Regions from separate parts of the Mus musculus genome. Here regions 1 and 3 are each linked to region 2. A link is a contact called in public HiChIP or PLAC-seq and promoter capture Hi-C data. All regions are on one chromosome and are shown on one strand. Each heading gives the region's core, a stretch centred on a gene start, on an enhancer-like site or on the middle of the called end of the contact. The rest is flanking DNA. Distances are from core to core; before and after follow the strand shown. Region 1 holds the start of Rras (related RAS viral (r-ras) oncogene). Region 2 holds the start of Tmem143 (transmembrane protein 143). Region 3 holds the start of Flt3l (FMS-like tyrosine kinase 3 ligand).

Region 1 (3,882 bases), core at 565-3,064, 880 kb after region 2:
GGGTCCCTGTCACCGATGCCCGCCCCCGTTTTCCTCTCTTAGCCCCTCTGTCTTCTTCAGCCTTTGTCATCATTACACCAGCTGCATCACTTTGAACAAATCACTTTCTGTCTCCGAGGCTGTTTCGTCACTTGGAGAATCGAGGATGAAGACACTATACCATCTAACAGTTTTGATTGGCAAGGATTCCCTGCTCAACACTTAACACTTGACCTGGTACCGGTCAGCGACCAGCTTCTGAGAATTCTGGTTGAGCAAAGTAGCTGCCGATCTTGCTGTCTCTCTCTTCCCTTCCTCTCCCCCCCTCCCCCCATTCCTTCCCTCCTCTTGCTCCCTCCTCCATAAGCAGCCTCCAGTGTCTCCTCCCCTGGGAAGGTCTAGGTTCCAATCCTGCTTCAGAGAGGCAGCCCCACCCTTATCCCCGCCTCTCCCTTCCTGACTGTGTCCTGCTACTTCCAACCAGGCCTCTGGCCATCTCCAGGTTTGGCCCTTGGTGCTAGGGGCTCAAATTTGGACTCTTTCTTCCCACTGTAGGTTTCTCAACGGCATTGCCGGAGGCTCCTAGTCTGTGAATGTCCATCACCCAGGAACTTCTACAACAGCAAGTGGGCCCTCACTTTCCTAGTGTTGCCCTGATGTGGGGAGGCTCCCCGTGGGAACTGGGTGGAGGTTTCCGGGGCTGGGCTGGATTTTCTGAACTTGGCTGCTGAGGCTGAAGGTGGCTTCCTCTCTAGAGTGCTTGCTAAGGGCTGAGGCTAAAAGGGGTGCAAGGAATGGAGAGGATGAGGTTTGGTGTGTGTGGGGGGATGATTAGGACCCCAAAGTAAATAGATGCCCAAGGGTGAGAACAGCCTGGAGGGTTGGTTCCTGATGTAGGAGAGGTCTATTTATGGGACCTAGAACCTTCCAAGTAACAGGTCTCTGGAGGCTGTGAAAAACCTGAGTTCTATGCTTTTCTTTTTAAATCTGGAGATGACATGGGAGCTACTTAGAGTTTTCAGGGTTGAGGGTAAGGAGTTTGAGTGGGGAACTTAGGATGGAGAAATGGTTGGTTTTCCTTGGGGGTAGGATGGGGGGCTGCATTTAGCAGAATGGGGTATGCCAGATATTGGTGTTTTCCCAGGATGGTCATGTAGCAGGATCTTTCTGAAATCTCAGGTCTGAAGGGAAATCCTCTTCAAGCAGGGGTTACAGGGTGCCTGTTTTAGGACAGAGTGGTCCCAGCTGAGTCTTAGAATCAAAGTCTGGGCAATGATCAGGAGATTAGAGCCTCGGGGAGTGCTTGGGGTCTGAATGGAGCAACTGTTTGGAATTTAGGGTACTCCCAGTTGGTGAGCGGGGCTAGACAGACTAGGATGAGGGCTCTCAGGTACCTCTAGGAGGGTGATTTGTCCCAGGACATATTAGGAGAAAGCTTCCCCTCATGAAGGGGGTGGAGGCCCTGGGCATTTGGAGTCGCAATCAGAGGGTTAGAGATCCTCTTAGGAGGGTCTTAATGATGGTTCTGGGAGAAGCGAAAGTTTCAGGGAACCCAAAGGGCTCAAAGTCTCGATCTCGGGGAAACCCTCCCCGGTGAGGGCCCACTACCTGGATGAACTGGATGGTCAGCGCGCTCTTGCCCACGCCGCCGCCGCCTACGACCACCAGCTTGTGAGTCTCGCCGGGCGGGGGGTCCCTGGGTCCCGGCCCCCCGCCCCGGGGCCGCCCCCGCCCAGTCCCGGACGCCGCCCCGCTGCTCATGTCGCCACCGCTGCTGCTGCCGCCGCTACCGCCTAGGGGGAGTCAGGAGAGACCAAGGGGTGGGTTATGCTAATAATACTGCATAAACATGAGCTTTGGCCAGAGGACACGAGTCTCCGGATGCTTCTGGAGGAGGCGAGGCCAGAGTGAGGGAGGAGCTAGACTAATAAGGGTAGGGGAAACAAGGTTGCAAAAACGGGGAATTCCAAGAGGGGTGGGGATATGCTAATGACCCTGTGTCCACCCTAAGCACAGCCACGAGCTCTCCTCCTGCAGTCCGCCTTTGGGAGGAGCTATGCTAATAAACCCCATCTTTGGGCGAAAAAGTTTTCTTCGGGGCGGGGATATGCAAATTAAATGTTGCGGTAGTTATTATCTAAGGACCACTGTTTCTGGTAGGTGTGGCTTGGGGCTCCTTCTCAGGGCCGTATATAGGGAGATCTTAGGACAGCACAGGTCTCAAAATTAATCTCCGCCTCCTCCCTGGGATTGTCGCCAAGTTCTCTGCCCCAGCTTCGTTCTAGAGGCTGGCGTCTCGGCCTGTCTATGGACTTAGGCTTCCGGTTCCCGCTGTCCCAGCCAAACGGAAGATAGACTGGGAGGGGAGCTGGGGCCCTGGAGGGGGACAGCAGGGTAACTGGGCAGGACGGGCTGTGAGATCACCACATTCCTAATCCATGAGCCAGTTCATCCTAGTCGGGAAGTCCGGGTCTAGAAGGGCCGACAGCCAGGATTTCTGGGCTTTGGAAGGATGCGGTTGATAGCTCAGACACTGGTTCCTACGAGAGTATTGAGTTAGAGACTTAGATTTCTCCGGTCCGACTCCGGTCCAGGGGGTCGGGAGGGGCTCCTTACTACTACTGGGAAAGCTGGGAGTCTGGACTCATGGGGCCAAAGGATGGAGAGTCTGGGGACCCAGAATTCTGAGTTCGAGGGCATGAGTGCTCCGGGAGGGTTGTGGAAGAATTTAGCACTTACATTTATGTAAGATATGGTATTGACGTCCTGAAAGGGAAGAGGATTGAAATTCCAGAGTCCCAAGGAAGAGGGAAATGAGTCTTCACTCATCTGCTCTGAACCAGAAGACTCAGAGTTTGGATTTTCCTGTCCTGAGTAAAGGAGCTCTGGTTTGACTCCTGAGTTCTGAATTTAATGGAGATTATTTTAAGTTAAAGCCTATTCTGGACATCTTAGAATGAACTTATCTCAAAACAAACAAACGAAAAGAGGACTATAGATATAGTTTAGTGATAACATAGAACGTTTGTCTACCATGTATGAGCATTTAAATTCAATCTCTAGTTCCCCCCCCCCAATAAATAATTTTAGAAGCTGGGCATGATAACTGACGAGTCCCAGCACTGGGGAAACAGAAGCAGAAAGACAGCAGCAAGTTCCAAGCCCGTCTGAGATACATAAGACAGCGTCTCAAAAAAATCTTCTTAGGATTTATAGGAGAAAAAAATTAGAAGGGTTTCATATTCAGAAAGGACGACCATGGGCGGGGTAGCGTCCATCTTAATTGAACTACAATTCCCATGGATCTCAACAACGGAGCGCCTTTTTTACATCACTTCCTGATCCGCCGCCTTTTTCCCCGCGCACGCAGGACACTGAGGGGGGTCGTACCGCGCGCTCCAGCAGCCCCGCCCACTTCACCTCTCACCCCGTACACTGTCCCCCGCGTGACGGAGTCTTCACACGGACTACATCTCCCGGCATCCAGCGCGCGCACTCCACCTCCATGTGACGCATTGATTTCTGGGAAACGGAGTCGCCTCCGGTGCTGCCGGCCTTTCGGAAACCCAGCTGGGTACTTGAAATCCCGGCAAGCGCCGCGGCAATTTGGTTCCGCCCTTCCCCAGCTCAAATCGCGAGCCCCGCCCCATTCCGCCCCGCCCCGCGCCGGGACCGGAGCCGCAGCCCGAGCGGCGGGGTAAGATGGCGGCGGCGGTCCGGGCCGCGGGGCTCGGGCCTATCGGGGTGGGCGGGGCGGAGTCGGGTCGCTAGTCGTCTCCGAGTGTCGCCCGTATGCCACGGGGCCTGGAGAGCGTAGCGTGGCACCTTCGGACCCGGCTGCAGCGGCCAAGGCAGTCTCTGAGTAGGGGGCCTTCTTAGGGCCCCGGACGCGCCCGTGGGTGC
Region 2 (3,883 bases), core at 333-2,832:
ATGGGTGGTTGTGAGTTATCATGTGGGTACTAGAAGCAGATCCTGGGTCCTCTGCAAGAGTAACAAATGCTTCTAACTGGTAAGCCATCTTCTCAGGCTGACTAGAGGAATTTTTTTAAATTATTTTTATTTATATCAGTACATTGTTGCTGACTTCAGACACACCAGAAGAAGGCATCGGATCCCATTACAGATGGTTGTGAGCCATCATGTGGTTGCTGAGAATTGAACTCAGGTCCTCTGGAAGAGCAGTCAGTGCTCTTAACCACTGAGCCATCTCTCCAGCCACTAGGGGGAGTTTTTGATGAGATTGTTTGTGCTTGTACGTATGCATGTGGGCATAAAATCTAGCACGGGACTTGGTAGACACAGCAGGTGTTCAGTAAATCACTATTATACTAATGATCATCTGACAGTGATGGAGGGCTGAGAGCTCAAGCTATGGAATAGATCAGGGGTGAAGTAAGGGGCGCACTCTAGAGTCAAGCAAGCATGGGCCACTCACTGTAGCTTTGGATGGGTCACTGCCTTTAAACCTGTAAAATGGGATAATGGTGGCCTCTCACAGGGTTGTTCTGATGGCTCTATACATTACAAACACTTAGCACGGTGCCACGGAATAAAGAGCTCAAGGTGTGATAATAATTATCATTATGGCTTTGCAGATACAAATTTATTATGTACTAGAAAGGAATTATGAGGATGATAGTTACATCTATTTCAAGGGAAAAACTTATGTCCCAGTGTGCCTGTTCAAGGCCCCAGAAGAAGCCCAAGTCCAGAGATCTTTAGGCATCTCATCTTGGAGTTCTTTCTAGCCCCTGCATTCCAACTTTCTCGAACCCACTAGGAACGCCAAAGGGACCAGAAACTACACTCCCAGGAGGGCGCTAGCGCAGACCTCAAAAGCAGGTATAGTGGTGCAGTCGCGAGGTCGGCTGGAAACTGTAGTCTCTAGGTCCTTAGACCACTGATGGGCGGTACCTGTATCAGGAGGCGGAGCAGCTGCTCCTTGGAGAATGGAATGAAGCGCTCGCGGTACTGCTGGGCCCAGTCGCAGGGCTCCTTGGGGTTCCACATCTTGCGGTACACCCCCATCCTGTTCTCCAGGGACGACAGAGCTCGGGGAGTCCCGAGGAGAGCAGGCACCAGGGACCATAGTCGGACCTTGGACCCCCAGGTCACATGCAACATGGCCTGCCCCCTTTCCCAGAGCCTAAACATAAGCAAATGAAGGGGGATGTCAAAGGTCAGTTGGAGGTAGTACCTCCACACACCCCTCCCTTCGGGGACAGTTCCTGGCCAGTCTCCCTCCCTCTAATCCCTTTCCGGTTCCTTCTACACTGCACATTTAGGTTGGCTCCGGAATAGGGTCAGAGGTCGTAGTTTGGAGTATCTTGCAGGCCCAGGGACCCTGAAGCGGTACAAATGGTCTCTGAGAAGCTTAAACAATGAGGTGGAGCTCAGGAGTGTTGAAAAACTAGGAAAAGTTAATAGCGGGTGCTGGGCCGTCCTTCCTGGGCCATGCAATCCCCCACCCTGCCCTCACCTTAACCAACGCGCGACTGTCATTGAGCCTTCTGCGCATGTGCAGTAAGAGGTCCTAGGCCCAGAGGATTGGCTTCAGCAAGCAGTAAGGCGCATGCGCACAGCCTGAGCCGCTTGAAACCATTTAATAGCCTTTATCTCAACTGCGCATGCCTCATCGCTAGTCCTTTTTTTTTTTTTTTTTTTTTTTTTTTTTTAAAGGTAATGCGCACGCGCTGAAGACGTGTGGTCCGCTATTTGGAGCTGGGTCGGGCCCTCGCGCGCGCCCGGCCAACGGCGACCCGCCCAACGTCCGCCGAGACCACGCCCTTTCCATAGTCAGTTCGGATAGGCGGAAAGGAAAGGGGCGGGACTTGGCTGCAGCCAATCATCTGTAGAGGACAGAAAAGGCGGGAAAAAGAGGAACCAAAAAGAGGCTAGAGGTGGCTCCCGGGACCAGGAGAGGAAGCCAGGCAGGCAGAAGAGGAACGCAGGTCCTCGGCCCTCGGAGAAGAGGTGGTTCTCTTCAGCCAGCGTCCCCTTGGGGTCTCAGCACTTCCGCCCCCAGGTCCTTAGAAGGGAAGCCCCTAGTCTAAGGAGGTTGCCATGACTCTCATACCGAGTGGCAGCTGGTTTCTGAGGCTTCAGTCTTAAGACAATATGTCATCCTGAAACAGAGCTGAAGCCTAAGCAAGCCTGGTGTTACGGAAAATGACCCAAGTTAGGGAACACCTCAAATATTGCTGGGCTCTACGTGGTCTTCTATACCTAGGGTAGCTGCATTCCCTCAAGGACCAGTCTACAGTCCCCCTATTGACCCCACTCTGAGGGCCCAGCAGACCTGCCACCCCTTATCACCCTCATCCTGTATTCCCAAAATCTAGGGCCCTCAGAACCCTCTGGCCCCTTATCAGCACCTGAAACCTCCAATAGCCCATCAGCCTACATTTCCAACTTCTGGAACCCCGAAGCAGCCTTCCAGCCGTGCTCCCATTTCCAGAACCTCCCACATACCCTATCATGTCTCATCTCCAGCACCTAAGACCACCCAGCAGTTTCTCACCCCATATTCCTGACAACTGAAAACGGGAGCAGCCAGCCCCTTCAGCCCACCCCCTCTGTTCCTAGGGCTCCTAACAGCCCCTCAGCCTATCCATCCCCACAAAGGAAGGGCCAGTACTCCCCACTCCCAGCACTTTTACTCTGACATTCCCATTCCTCTTTTCTTGCAGTAGCTGAGCCTTGAGGTGGGTCTGAGGCACACAGGAAGTGGTGCCCAGAAAGCAGCACCCAACACCCCTGCCCCTACCTCCCGGGACACCCAAAGAAGAGCAGCCACTATGCACCTCCCTGAAAGCCTCCACGACCTGGCAGACAATGAGACTGTGCGCTTTCTGAGGAGACCAAAGAGCATCTCAAGGATCTTCGGAGGGGTGAGACCCCAGGGGTCAGGACACAGGCGACATCCAGGAAGAGGGCAAGGGGTCAGTGTGGTCAGAGAGGGAGAGAAGCAGACAGGAGCCCAAAACTGAAGCCACCTTTTACTGAGTATCTGGTCACTAGCCACTGTCAGCATCAACCGAGTCATCACAAGAAAGAGCCCCTCAAACCTGGGGCTCCTCAAAGGGCCTCTCAAATCTGTCACACCAGCACATAAAAGACTGAGGTAGGAGGATTGACATAGGTTTGAGGCCAGCCTGGGTTACAGTGTAAGAAAATGGAAAAAGTGAAAAAGAACCCTTTCAAAGGCGAAGAAAAGTAAAGCCACCCCCCCAAAAAACCCCATAATTTTGATAAATGGCATCAGTGTTTGAAGACTGCTTGTCCAGTGGAGTAGCCACAAGCCACGGGTGCTACTCCAATTCCAACTCATCAAATGGGATTCAAATGGGCTGCTCTGCAATCATGGTGGCCATATTTCAGGGGCTTAGTTGCCAAAGGTGCCTTATGAGTCTCCAGTTGGACAGCATAGATTCAGGCCACTTCACCATGCCAGGAAGTTCCATGGGACAGCATCCATTAAGGTTAACACAAAAGGGGGGAAGCACCACTCGGTTCTAGGAGATGCTAGGACCCATCCATTTTCTATTTCTCAGGTAGGGGAGGGGTGAACAGGGACTAGATCTATTTTTTTAAAAAAGCATAGATCTGGGAGGACCACAAGCACCAGACTCAGGGAGCAGATGTGAGTCATCACTGTGCCAGGCGTGATGCCGATGCTTTCTGTGCATCACTACCATCTTCCCAAGGGATCTGGACACTGAGAGCAAAGTCCCCATTCAGCCCACTGGTGCTATGTAACCTTGGAATAGAACCAGCCAGCCACTGCCTCTCTCTGAACATCAGTACAAGGGCC
Region 3 (3,759 bases), core at 433-2,932, 760 kb after region 2:
CACATGCTAGCCAAGCACGGGGGTATTTGCAGCCCCAGGATCTTGAGATGGGATCTCCATACATTATCTAAGTTGACCCTAAATCCAAGAACAAGCAATCCACCCGCGACTCAGAGAAGATCCAGCTGCCTCTTCTAAGTATTGGGAGTAAAGGTTTCATCACCACATCTTGCCTGTTATATGACACAGGGTCTTATATGTAGCCAAGGCTAACCTTGAACTCCTGGTCCACCTGCCTCCAATGCACCATACTCTTCATTCTTGGTCTTTCAAGCACAACCAGGTCCTTTCTGAATTGCCTCTGTGTGGACTCAGGTGGAGTCCAGGTGCCAGCCCCGATAAACAAAGGCACTCCCCATACTTGGAAAATCCCAAGGATTTATCTCCTAGGAACCAAAACCAAAGCCCAGACACATCCTGTGCTACACCACAGCAATGAGATGGGAAGAGGTCGGACTCTTGTGTAGCTGCTGCTTAGGCGAGTCATAGTTCTGGGTGCAAGGGCTTTGCAGGGTGGAAACAGCCACGGAAGAATAGAAGACAATGGGGAAGATAAGGAAACCACATCGTGTGTTAAATGGTGATAAGGGCAAAGCAGGGTGAGTCTGGTGCTGCGAGGGGAGCTTCTTGGGGAAGGGTGTCATGAGGCCTCTGCCTATGTGTTTAAGCAAGGGCTTGGGCAAGATGGGGACAACACAAGGATCTGGAGGGAAGGTATTCCATGATTGGAAACAGCTAGTGCAAAGGCCCCTGGCCAAGAGAATGCCCACCTGAGACGCACGCGCATGGCTAGTGTTGGGAAGGAACACTGATAGCATGAGGTTAGCAGGGAGGGGTTAGGAGAGCACAGAGTCAAACACTGCAGCTCTATGTGGAGGGGTGAGGTGGGCGGCACCATCGATTGAGTCGGGGACCTCAAGCTTGCTAGTTCTCTGCCACTGACTCTCTGGTGGATTCTAGGCAGCTGCTCTCCAACTGAGCTGTGCACCTGCCCGTCTTTGTAGTATTTATTTATGTATTTATGTACGTATGTATGTATGTATTTATTTATTTATTTATAGACAGTTTCTCTGTATAGCCCTGACTGTCCTGGAACCAGTCTGTAGACCAGGCTGGCCTTGAACTCAGAAATCTGCCTGCCTCTGCCTCCCGGGTGCTGGGATTAAAGGTGTGCGCCACCACGCCCAGCCATCTTTGTAGTTTTTGAGACAGGGTCTTAGTAAATTGCTCAGGCCAGTCTTGAAACAAGGCCAGCCTCCAACCCTCATTCCTCCTGCCTCGGGCTCCTTGGAAACTGGAGTGACAGGTCTGTATTACCAGTCCTTGCTAAGAAGGCTGGACTTTTATCCCAAATGAATCAGGAACCTAGAGGCTGGAGGTTCACAAGTTCTGTGCCCCAGGAAGCAGATGATGGCTAGGAAGTAGGGAAATCAGAAAGGAAGCCACTATGACATTCCTTATGGTGGAGGCAAAGTCTATTTAATGGCAGCTGAAGTGACTGACACTGTTCGGATTCTACATACACTTCGAAGCTGGAAAGCCTTGTCGCATCCCTTCGCTATCCTTTCAGGGCCCAAGCTGAGGTCTGCGGCCGCGCCACTTGTTACCACTAGGTGGCGTGTCCCGCCCGGGCTCGAACTCACCCCTGGCACTGTCTACCCCAAAGCTTCCTTTCACTTTCGGTCTTTGGCTGTCATCCAGCTTTGGCTTTCCACACCCAGCTGGGGCAAGCCTGGTGCGTGGGGTGAATGGCTTTCCAAGTCCCCGAGGGGCGGTCCCAAGGTCCCCACTCCCGGGCAGAGGGAGCAGGGTGCGAGACCTGGGGAGGATTCTGGGGACGTCGGTCGGGGTTCTTAGAAGAGGAGATGACTTTTCACAGTCACTGAGGCTCGTGCAGGAAGCCTGGGGGAGCAGGAGGCGGAAACGCACCCACATCAAGGGCGGCAGGGCGGGGCGGCGGGGTACAGGGGTGGGTGGGGAAGGGGCTGCAGGGTATGAGCCCGAGACCTGCCCTCCTGTCACTTCCAAGAACCTGTCACAGGCATGAGGGGTCCCCGGCAGAGATGACAGTGCTGGCGCCAGCCTGGAGCCCAAATGTGCGTATACCTGAGGGGTGATGGAGCCGGGCGGAGAAGGGAAATGGGCAGGGGATGGAGGCATGAGGAGACAGACACAGAACAGGATTGGAAGAAAAAAAAGAGGATGGCCACAGGTTTGTCACAGGAGCCAAGGTGCAGGACAGGCAGAGACAGGGAAGATGACACCCAGTTAATGAGGGAAGCAGGATCCAGGGAGCCCCTGCATGGAAGTCAGTTGCTGACACCACCTCCCTGTAGTCCTCCCTGTTGCTGCTGTTGCTGCTGCTGAGTCCTTGCCTGCGGGGGACACCTGACTGTTACTTCAGCCACAGTCCCATCTCCTCCAACTTCAAAGTGAAGTTTAGAGAGTTGGTGAGCCAGTTCCCATACTGTGCTGGGTCCTTATCTCCGCATCTCTGTCTCACAACATGTCTTTATCTCTGTGAGGTCTCTGTCCCTCTCTCTTTGGATCTCCGCCCCCTGCCCCCTTCTCTGGGTCTCTTACTATCTTTCTCTGTCTCAGTCTCTCTTTCTGAGTCCCTGTTCTCTGAGTCTCTGTCACTGTTTCTCTCTAGGACTTCTGGCCTTCACTCTGAGCACATGTTCCTCTCTGTCCCTCTCTCTGTCCCTCTCTCTGGATGCCTCTCTCTGTAGACCTCTGCTGCTCTGTGAGTCTCTTTGCTACTGTCTTGGTGTCTCTTCTCTCTCTCTCTCTCTCTCTCTCTCTCTCTCTCGTTCTCTTCTTCTTTATGTGAGTCCTGCCTCTTTTCTGTCCTTGTCCCCTTGTCTCAGGGTCAACTTCTCCGACTCTATAATTTGCTCTTGCTTTCAATCAGGCCTCACCTTGTTTTCTCCCATAGACTGACCACCTGCTTAAAGATTACCCAGTCACTGTGGCCGTCAATCTTCAGGACGTGAGTCACAGTCGGGAGGGCCCTGGGATGGAGGTGGGAACCAGACTCAAGATGTGCCACCAGTCAGGGACAAGACTAGTGGGCTACCTCCTGCACCCTCAGACCTGAAAATCTAGACCTTCTTTCCACCCACACCCACCCCATCCTAGCCCCAGATCAAGGCATCCTAGCTCATTCTCCCACCAAGCTGTCAAGACTGGCCTCTATGTTCCTTTCTCGCTTGGGTTTAGTAGGTCACTCCCTCTCAGGCATCTGGCCCCGCCCCTCCGTGGAGAGGGCGTGGTCTTCAGACTTGAAGCCCCACCACTTTTCTCCCTTGGTGTCTGGCCGGGTCTCATCTCAGGCATTTGATCCATACCCACCTCCATCTCACAAGTGACAGGCCCACCCTTCCTACCCTTTCTGGCCCCACCTCTTTCGGTCTCCTGGCCCCGCCCACTAATTTTAGCATCTGGTCACGCCCATTCTCCGCTGACACCTAGCCCCATCACTAAGCCATCCTGACCCGCTCTCCTTCCTTCTGCCTTCTGGCCCGGCCTAACCCATGTCAGTCATCTAGCCCCGCCCCTACTCTCTGAGCTCTGGCCTGGGTTCTTGGTCTGCAGGAGAAGCACTGCAAGGCCTTGTGGAGCCTCTTCCTAGCCCAGCGCTGGATAGAGCAACTGAAGACTGTGGCAGGGTCTAAGATGCAAACGCTTCTGGAGGACGTCAACACCGAGATACATTTTGTCACCTCATGTACCTTCCAGGTTAGCACTAGAACTCAA

What was found. Promoter capture Hi-C pulls out the DNA fragments that hold promoters and counts their contacts. HiChIP or PLAC-seq counts read pairs in DNA pulled down with a chosen protein or histone mark.
Region 1: a FOXA1 HiChIP or PLAC-seq map of pancreatic cancer cells shows a contact between it and region 2. The contact joins the promoter of Rras here to the promoter of Tmem143 in region 2. A contact is called at or near these places in 1 of 39 promoter capture datasets (liver) and 2 of 115 datasets of contacts at active chromatin or transcription factors (astrocytes and pancreatic cancer cells).
Region 3: a contact with region 2 is called in a promoter capture Hi-C map of pre-B cells, with 2.9 times the contacts expected there. The contact joins the promoter of Flt3l here to the promoter of Tmem143 in region 2. A contact is called at or near these places in 2 of 39 promoter capture datasets (liver and pre-B cells).

The regions. Positions count from the first base shown.
Region 1 is chr7:45,015,874-45,019,755 of GRCm38.p6, reverse strand. Rras (related RAS viral (r-ras) oncogene) reads right to left here and starts at 1,814. Exons shown (of 6, transcript NM_009101.3): 1 at 1,588-1,814. The coding sequence starts at 1,740. It overlaps Scaf1 (SR-related CTD-associated factor 1), which reads left to right and starts at 3,507. Exons shown (of 11, transcript NM_001008422.1): 1 at 3,507-3,676.
Region 2 is chr7:45,894,768-45,898,650 of GRCm38.p6, reverse strand. It overlaps Tmem143 (transmembrane protein 143), which reads right to left and starts at 1,582. Exons shown (of 8, transcript NM_144801.2): 1 at 1,550-1,582; 2 at 985-1,216. The coding sequence starts at 1,572. Syngr4 (synaptogyrin 4) reads left to right here and starts at 1,940. Exons shown (of 5, transcript NM_021482.2): 1 at 1,940-2,043; 2 at 2,760-2,960. The coding sequence starts at 2,868.
Region 3 is chr7:45,134,355-45,138,113 of GRCm38.p6, reverse strand. Flt3l (FMS-like tyrosine kinase 3 ligand) reads left to right here and starts at 1,682. Exons shown (of 9, transcript NM_013520.3): 1 at 1,682-1,735; 2 at 2,030-2,096; 3 at 2,337-2,450; 4 at 2,939-2,992; 5 at 3,598-3,741. The coding sequence starts at 2,064.